Regions from separate parts of the Triticum aestivum genome. Here region 1 is linked to region 2. The links are chromatin contacts, called in public Hi-C maps. All regions are on one chromosome and are shown on one strand. The core of a region is the stretch at or near the end of the contact, and the rest is flanking DNA. Distances in the headings are between cores, read along the strand shown. Region 1 holds the start of LOC123189680. Region 2 holds the start of LOC123189678 (protein hsr-9).

What was found. Hi-C and Micro-C count contacts between places; a contact is called where the count stands out from the background.
Region 1: a contact with region 2 is called in a Hi-C map of leaf, with 4 times the contacts expected there. The contact joins the promoter of LOC123189680 here to the promoter of LOC123189678 in region 2. A contact is called at or near these places in 2 of 5 Hi-C or Micro-C datasets (both in leaf).

The regions. Positions count from the first base shown.
Region 1 is chr2A:605,043,948-605,046,964 of IWGSC CS RefSeq v2.1, reverse strand. LOC123189680 reads right to left here and starts at 1,734. Exons shown (of 3, transcript XM_044602151.1): 1 at 1,239-1,734; 2 at 989-1,012. The coding sequence starts at 1,458. It overlaps LOC123189679 (gamma-tubulin complex component 2), which reads right to left. Exons shown (of 21, transcript XM_044602150.1): 21 at 2,517-3,017. The coding sequence ends at 2,961.
Region 2 is chr2A:604,626,948-604,629,875 of IWGSC CS RefSeq v2.1, reverse strand. It overlaps LOC123189678 (protein hsr-9), which reads left to right and starts at 1,278. Exons shown (of 12, transcript XM_044602148.1): 1 at 1,278-1,604; 2 at 1,937-2,140; 3 at 2,223-2,404. The coding sequence starts at 1,497.

The DNA.
Region 1 (3,017 bases), core at 485-2,984, 420 kb before region 2:
AGTGCTAGTTTCTTAAGTGGTTGATAGATACTACTGAGAAAAATGTATTACTTTGTCGGCATTTGTAAGCTGCATGGCACGTAAAACCAGTGCAGGGGAGTAATCACCCCTTACTACAAATAACAGGAAGTAATCCATGTTTGGTTTTAATGTTAAGGTGCCACTGGAAATAGCATGAAGTAATCCATGTTTGGTTGCAAAAAGTTAATGTGTTATGAGACAAACCAAGAATTTGGATGGTATTGTACATATGAAGTAATATTTGGACCTAAGCTTGTGAGCATATGATGCATACCAACATAAATTAAGAACAACAGCATCATTAGCCTTTCTTGTGTATTGTTCACATTACTATACGACAAAAGCATCAAAACTCTGAGCAAATATAAACACACGTTTTTCTCAATATATTTGGTTGATTTAGCAAATACTAGTATACACTAGGTCATTCAATAGAGTCTATCATTAGACAAATCTCACAGGTTTCATGCTGAAGTCCTTAAGAGTCAAGTCTTTCAGAAACTGCAAAATGATCTATATCCAGCCTGATACTTAACTCGCCAGTAGTTTAAAAGAGCAATATATGAACATAAAACAAACTGGGGATAATATTTTACCTAACACTTCATAGAGTATTACTTATGTTTTGGTTACTATAAAACTTCAGTACTGCTGACAGGCACTACTTTGTTCAAACAATTTGGCAACAGGAACTGTGAAGAATAACACCATTAAAATGACAGGCATGTCAACAACCCTGGACGTCTAAATTGTGTCGGAGGGTGATAAGATTCCAGGAAATTCTAAAGTTGCAGGTTGAACTGTCTGGTATAGAAAATATCATGATCAGAACTTCACAAGTGACGTCGTTCTCCATCAGATGTCAGCTATACTCTCTCTTGTTTCAGTTCACACTCAACAAATTACAATGAGAAGACTGGATAATACTGAACCTCTATTAAATGGACTGTGAAGAAGGAGCTCAAACCTGAAATTGAGAAGTTCACGAGCCCTGCAAAGGAAGGAAATGCAAAACCATGTCAGACATCACTTTATCGATCCAGTTAAAAGCATATATGTACAATATAAATTGTCTATTGCTAGCAGTGTATTCAGTCCGTCGACACTCATAAGCAACCGCATCCACCTAGTTAACGCTAGTCTCAACCGATGGGCCCATTTTCGTTATGCATAGAACCGCGCGTCGGTGCGAGATCTGAAGAGAGGGGGGCTCTCACCGGGCGCGATGGACTGGAGGGAGAGCGGCGGCGGGCAGTCGCAGGTGCAGGGCGGGCAGGAGGGGGCGGAGACGGCGGCCGCGGCGGCGGAGGAGAAGCCCTTATTGTAGCGCCAGTAGAGCGCGGGCCCGGAGACGCCGAGCGCGGAGGCCACGGCGAGGATCACCAGGCACCACCGCCCGCACGCCGCCGCCGCCGCGCGCCGCCCTCCGACTGCCATCGCGCGCGCTCGGGCTATGTGTCCGCGCGCCGTGCTCGTGCCTGCCGGGTTCCACCGTCGCGTCTCGGGGCGGAGCGGGGCGCGTGCTTGCGGTGGTTTTCTCGTGTTGCTGTGGGGGCGTAGGGCGATGGTGGCGCTGGACCTGCTGGTAGTACCGGTGGTGGGGGCGATGGCAGTGGGGTGGGTACTGGGCAGTGAAGGAGTGTGTGAGTGGGAAGTGAGCTAACTGCGGGTGGGTGGGCAGTGAAGGTTCAGGGGATCGGCCGTCGACCGGTGCGGGCGGTGAAAGAAGGGGCGTCGTGCGCTGGATTGCGGCCTCTTTCCGGCTTCAGATCGTCCCACCGGCGTGTTCCGTCTGCGTGGATATGGACCCGAAACTTTGACAAGTACGGGGAAAACGTCAGGTCGCAAGCCAGCTTCGTCTCTTTCGCCCGCATCGTGGCCGCGCAGGATTCTCAAAAACAGTGAAAACACAGGAATAGGAAAAATGCAGGATGAGTGACATGTCCTATAGTGCTCTACAGGATTTGAAGGGGTGTCTGATAGCGTCGGACAAACAAAAAAAATTGTTTAAAGAGGTTTGAGTGGATGAAAATTTTCCTCCAAAATATAATACAAATGGATCCTACAAAAAAAATCCTAAGGTTTTCAATCCTGCGAATCAAAGCTATCATCACAAGACATATTCCTAAGAGTTCAAATCCTATGGAATTCCTTTGTACCCCTTCCGTAGAGAAATATAAGAGCGTTTAGGTTACTACTCTAGTGAACTAAACGTTACTATATTTCTTTACAAAGAGAGTACCAAAGAAGCCCTGGCCTCCTTGCCAAGTGGATGCAGTGGTGCTTCGAGGCGGGTGTTAGTGGTGATGCACGACAGGCATTATTTGGTCTGCAGTGGTGCTTCTCTACACATGAAATGGGATGCAGGTACCAGACCAATCATTACGACGTTTGATAACATAACATGTGGTACCCAGTTTGGCCGATCACAGTATCATAAAATGAAAAAGAAAAGGGAAAAAAGTTCGGCCCATCACGCACGCACACAACACATGGACGGAACAAACCACAGGTCACAATTGAGGCTTCCCCTGATCCTCAAAAAAAAAAATGAGGCTTACCCTCTGAGTCGTAGCCAGGCTCTTGAAGCTGCAGGCTTACTACATCGGCGACTCGTCTCAAACAACACGAGCCAGTCCCTGAGGCACAGAGCCTGGCATGCTGAATCGCAGCACACAAACACACCACCAGAGTATGTATAATCAAACAGTTACACCAGCCTACAGCACCAGCTAATTAAAGCCTAACCAAGCATCTACATGACTACATCCACCACGTGGAAGCATAATTCTGTATGTTTTACAAGTTTCCAGCTCACCCACAAGACCGCACACCGGCGTCGACGGCAGCAAGCGCACTGCCACGCCGCGGAATCGCACACGCACACAACCACACATGCAAACTTTGCAACCATCTGAACATGGAACCCCTGAAGAAGCTCACTGGTCGATTCCGACGCCGAGAATGCACTGCGCGAGATGGGTCAGGTACGGTTC
Region 2 (2,928 bases), core at 29-2,528:
ATATTTAAACCCTTAGCCACCACAGAAAGAATACCCTAGATTTACATCTACAACCCTAGCTTCACTAAAACACCATAGATTAATATGTTAAACCCTAGTTGCCATAGAAAAAGGTCCTACAGTCACATTCAAAACCCCGAGGCACCACCAAAGTACCCTACATTCACATTTTAAACCCTAGCTGTCACCAAAAGTACTCTGAATTCACATTCTGAACCCTAGCTATGTCCAAAATCTCGCGTTTATGTTCCCACCAAGCCGTGAGATCACGCAAGGTTTGTTTTTTCTCATCTCTATCATTTATAGACATCTATAGAATACATAGACAATTCATCAAAAAGAATCCTTTGTAAACCTACCAACCACCTTTTATTCCCACCCTACCATTTGAAAATAGTTTTTTTCCACATCACAACCCCCTAAAATTGCCTCGGGCCCATGTTTATAACCTTGCCCGCTAGCAAAACTCTAATTTTACAGAAAGTCTACCAACCACCTAATATTTCGTCCACTCCCTCCGTTCCTAATATTTGTCTTTTTAGAGATTTCAAATGGACTACTATATACGGATGTATATAGACATATTTTAGAGTGTAGATTCACTCATTTTGCTCCGTATGTAGTCACTTGTTGAAATCTCTAAAAAGACAAATATTTAGAAACGGAGGAAGTATATCTTTAGGAGACATTTATAGCATGCATGGAAAGTTCTACTCAATTTGCTAGCTTTTATTCTCGTCCATTCGTTCAATACAAAATTTTTACACTACAACCCAAAATCTTCTTAAGTTTTTACATATATAGCCCTAGCCACCAACAGAATACTCAAATTCTACACTTAAGCCCCACCCGCCACCTAACAATCTTGTCTCTATCTCTAGGAGGCATTTATAGCATACCTCGAAAAGATTTTCTACAATTTACTACCTTTATATTCTGGTCCGTCCATTCGAAACAGAAAATCTCACATCACAACCCCCGTGGATCGCCAAAATTACCTTGGGTTCACGTTTACAACCCTGGCCACCAGCAAATCACTCCACCGCCAAAATTACCCTGGGTTCACGTTTACAACCCTGGCCACCAGCAAATTACTCCAATTTCACACCCTGCACCCCAGCCCACACAATATTGCGATATTCGCTATTTATAGCAGACATTTATAGCGTGCCTGGAAAAGATTTACCCGTGCGAGTATAAGTACCCCACGTCTGGCCCAGGCCGAACCACACAACCTAAAAAGCGGGCAAAACCGTCCGCAGCACGACTCGCGGATGGAGAGAGAGCGAGAGAGTAGGAGAGGAGAGAGAGGAGGGAAAATATTGAAGTAGTAGAAACCCCCCGTTCGTCTCTATCGCCAGAACTTCCCCCCAAACTACCCACCCAAAGCTTTCGTGCTCCCGTCTCCCCCTCCCACGACCCCCCTCCCGAAACCCTAACCACCTTCCCCGGCTAGATCCTTCCACCGTCGGGCCGCGCCCGAGCCCTCCCCGCTGATGGCGTCGGGGGGTGCGCAGATGGAAGTCGAGCGGCGGCTGCGCGACGTCGCCGCGCGCTTCGTCTCGCTCCCGGACTCCAACAAGGAGCTGCAAGCGTTGCTCGAGGTGAGCGCCCCGGCGAATTCGAATCACTGCTTTTTTCTTTTTTCTTTTTTGGTCGCCTTCGCTGTTAGTATCATTGTTCTTGTATCCGTCGATATTTTATACCTTCTAGATAAGGTTGGAGATTTATCGCCTCCCGGCCCCTGCGTTGAATCACTTGTTTTTGCCTTTGCTAGTCACAAGGACCGAATTACCTGTGCGATGCTATTATATTATTTATTTAGCGTTGGATTGTATCTGTGCTCTGTAGTCTACCCTAACTGGTTAGTTACAGGCAGTGGTTGCTATTTTGATTGCTAGTCTAGATACTCACAATTGATGTTTCATTTGTGCAGGAAGCAGAGATCTGGTTGTCCAGGGTGGACCAGTCTCCACCCGACAGCACGCGCGCTGCTATTCGGCCCATGATGGATGCTTTGGTCAGAGAGGATCTGCTAAACCACCCTCACCCGGGGGTTAAGGTTGGTATAGCATGTTGCCTAACAGAGGTTACCAGGGTCTCCGCACCAGATCCTCCGTACGAGGATGATGTGATGAGGGTGAGTCTTCTCGTGATGAATTCTTCTCATGATGAAACTTTGTACCTGGCGGCTTACCCTTCTATTTACTTGGCGGCTTCAGGGTGTGTTCACAGTGGTTGTGGACGCTTTCGGCAAGCTGGATGATACCAAAAGCCCGTTGTTTGCAAAGCGAGTTTCCATGCTGGAAACCATCGCCAAGGTCAGGTCTTGCGTCCTAATGTTGGACCTTGACTGTGACGACTTGATCCAGGAAACATTCACACACTTTTTCAGGATCATAAGGTGTGGAACATGTTTTTCTCTTCTTTTTATTTTCATAGCTTCTGTATATGTTATTTTGTGTGGGGAATAGCTTCTTTATATGTTATTTTGTGTGGGGAATAGCTTCTGTATATGTTGACTATGGTAGATGCCAAATGGACTAGTGAGAATACATGGTGTAATTGTTGTCTTTACTTTTGGAAGTAACATGGGGAATGTCAAATGGATTAGGGAGACGAAATAACATAGTTGTTGTCTTTACTTTGAAAGTTGTATCAATGATGTCAAATGGATCAGGGAGAGGTACAACACAGTTGTGGTGACGTTGAGAGATCCCTAGAAATTACTGTCACTCATACGACATGATTATACATGTAGAGTACACTGTACTACTTTTCTGTGGAGCACGATATACAACAATACATATTCTTTGGTGTTGAATGTTATAATGTTTTAATTTTGGATTTGGTTATGACGTTTCAATGACCTGAAATCGCCAACTTATTGGTCGTGCTGGCCCTAACACTGAATACATCTGTATTTAC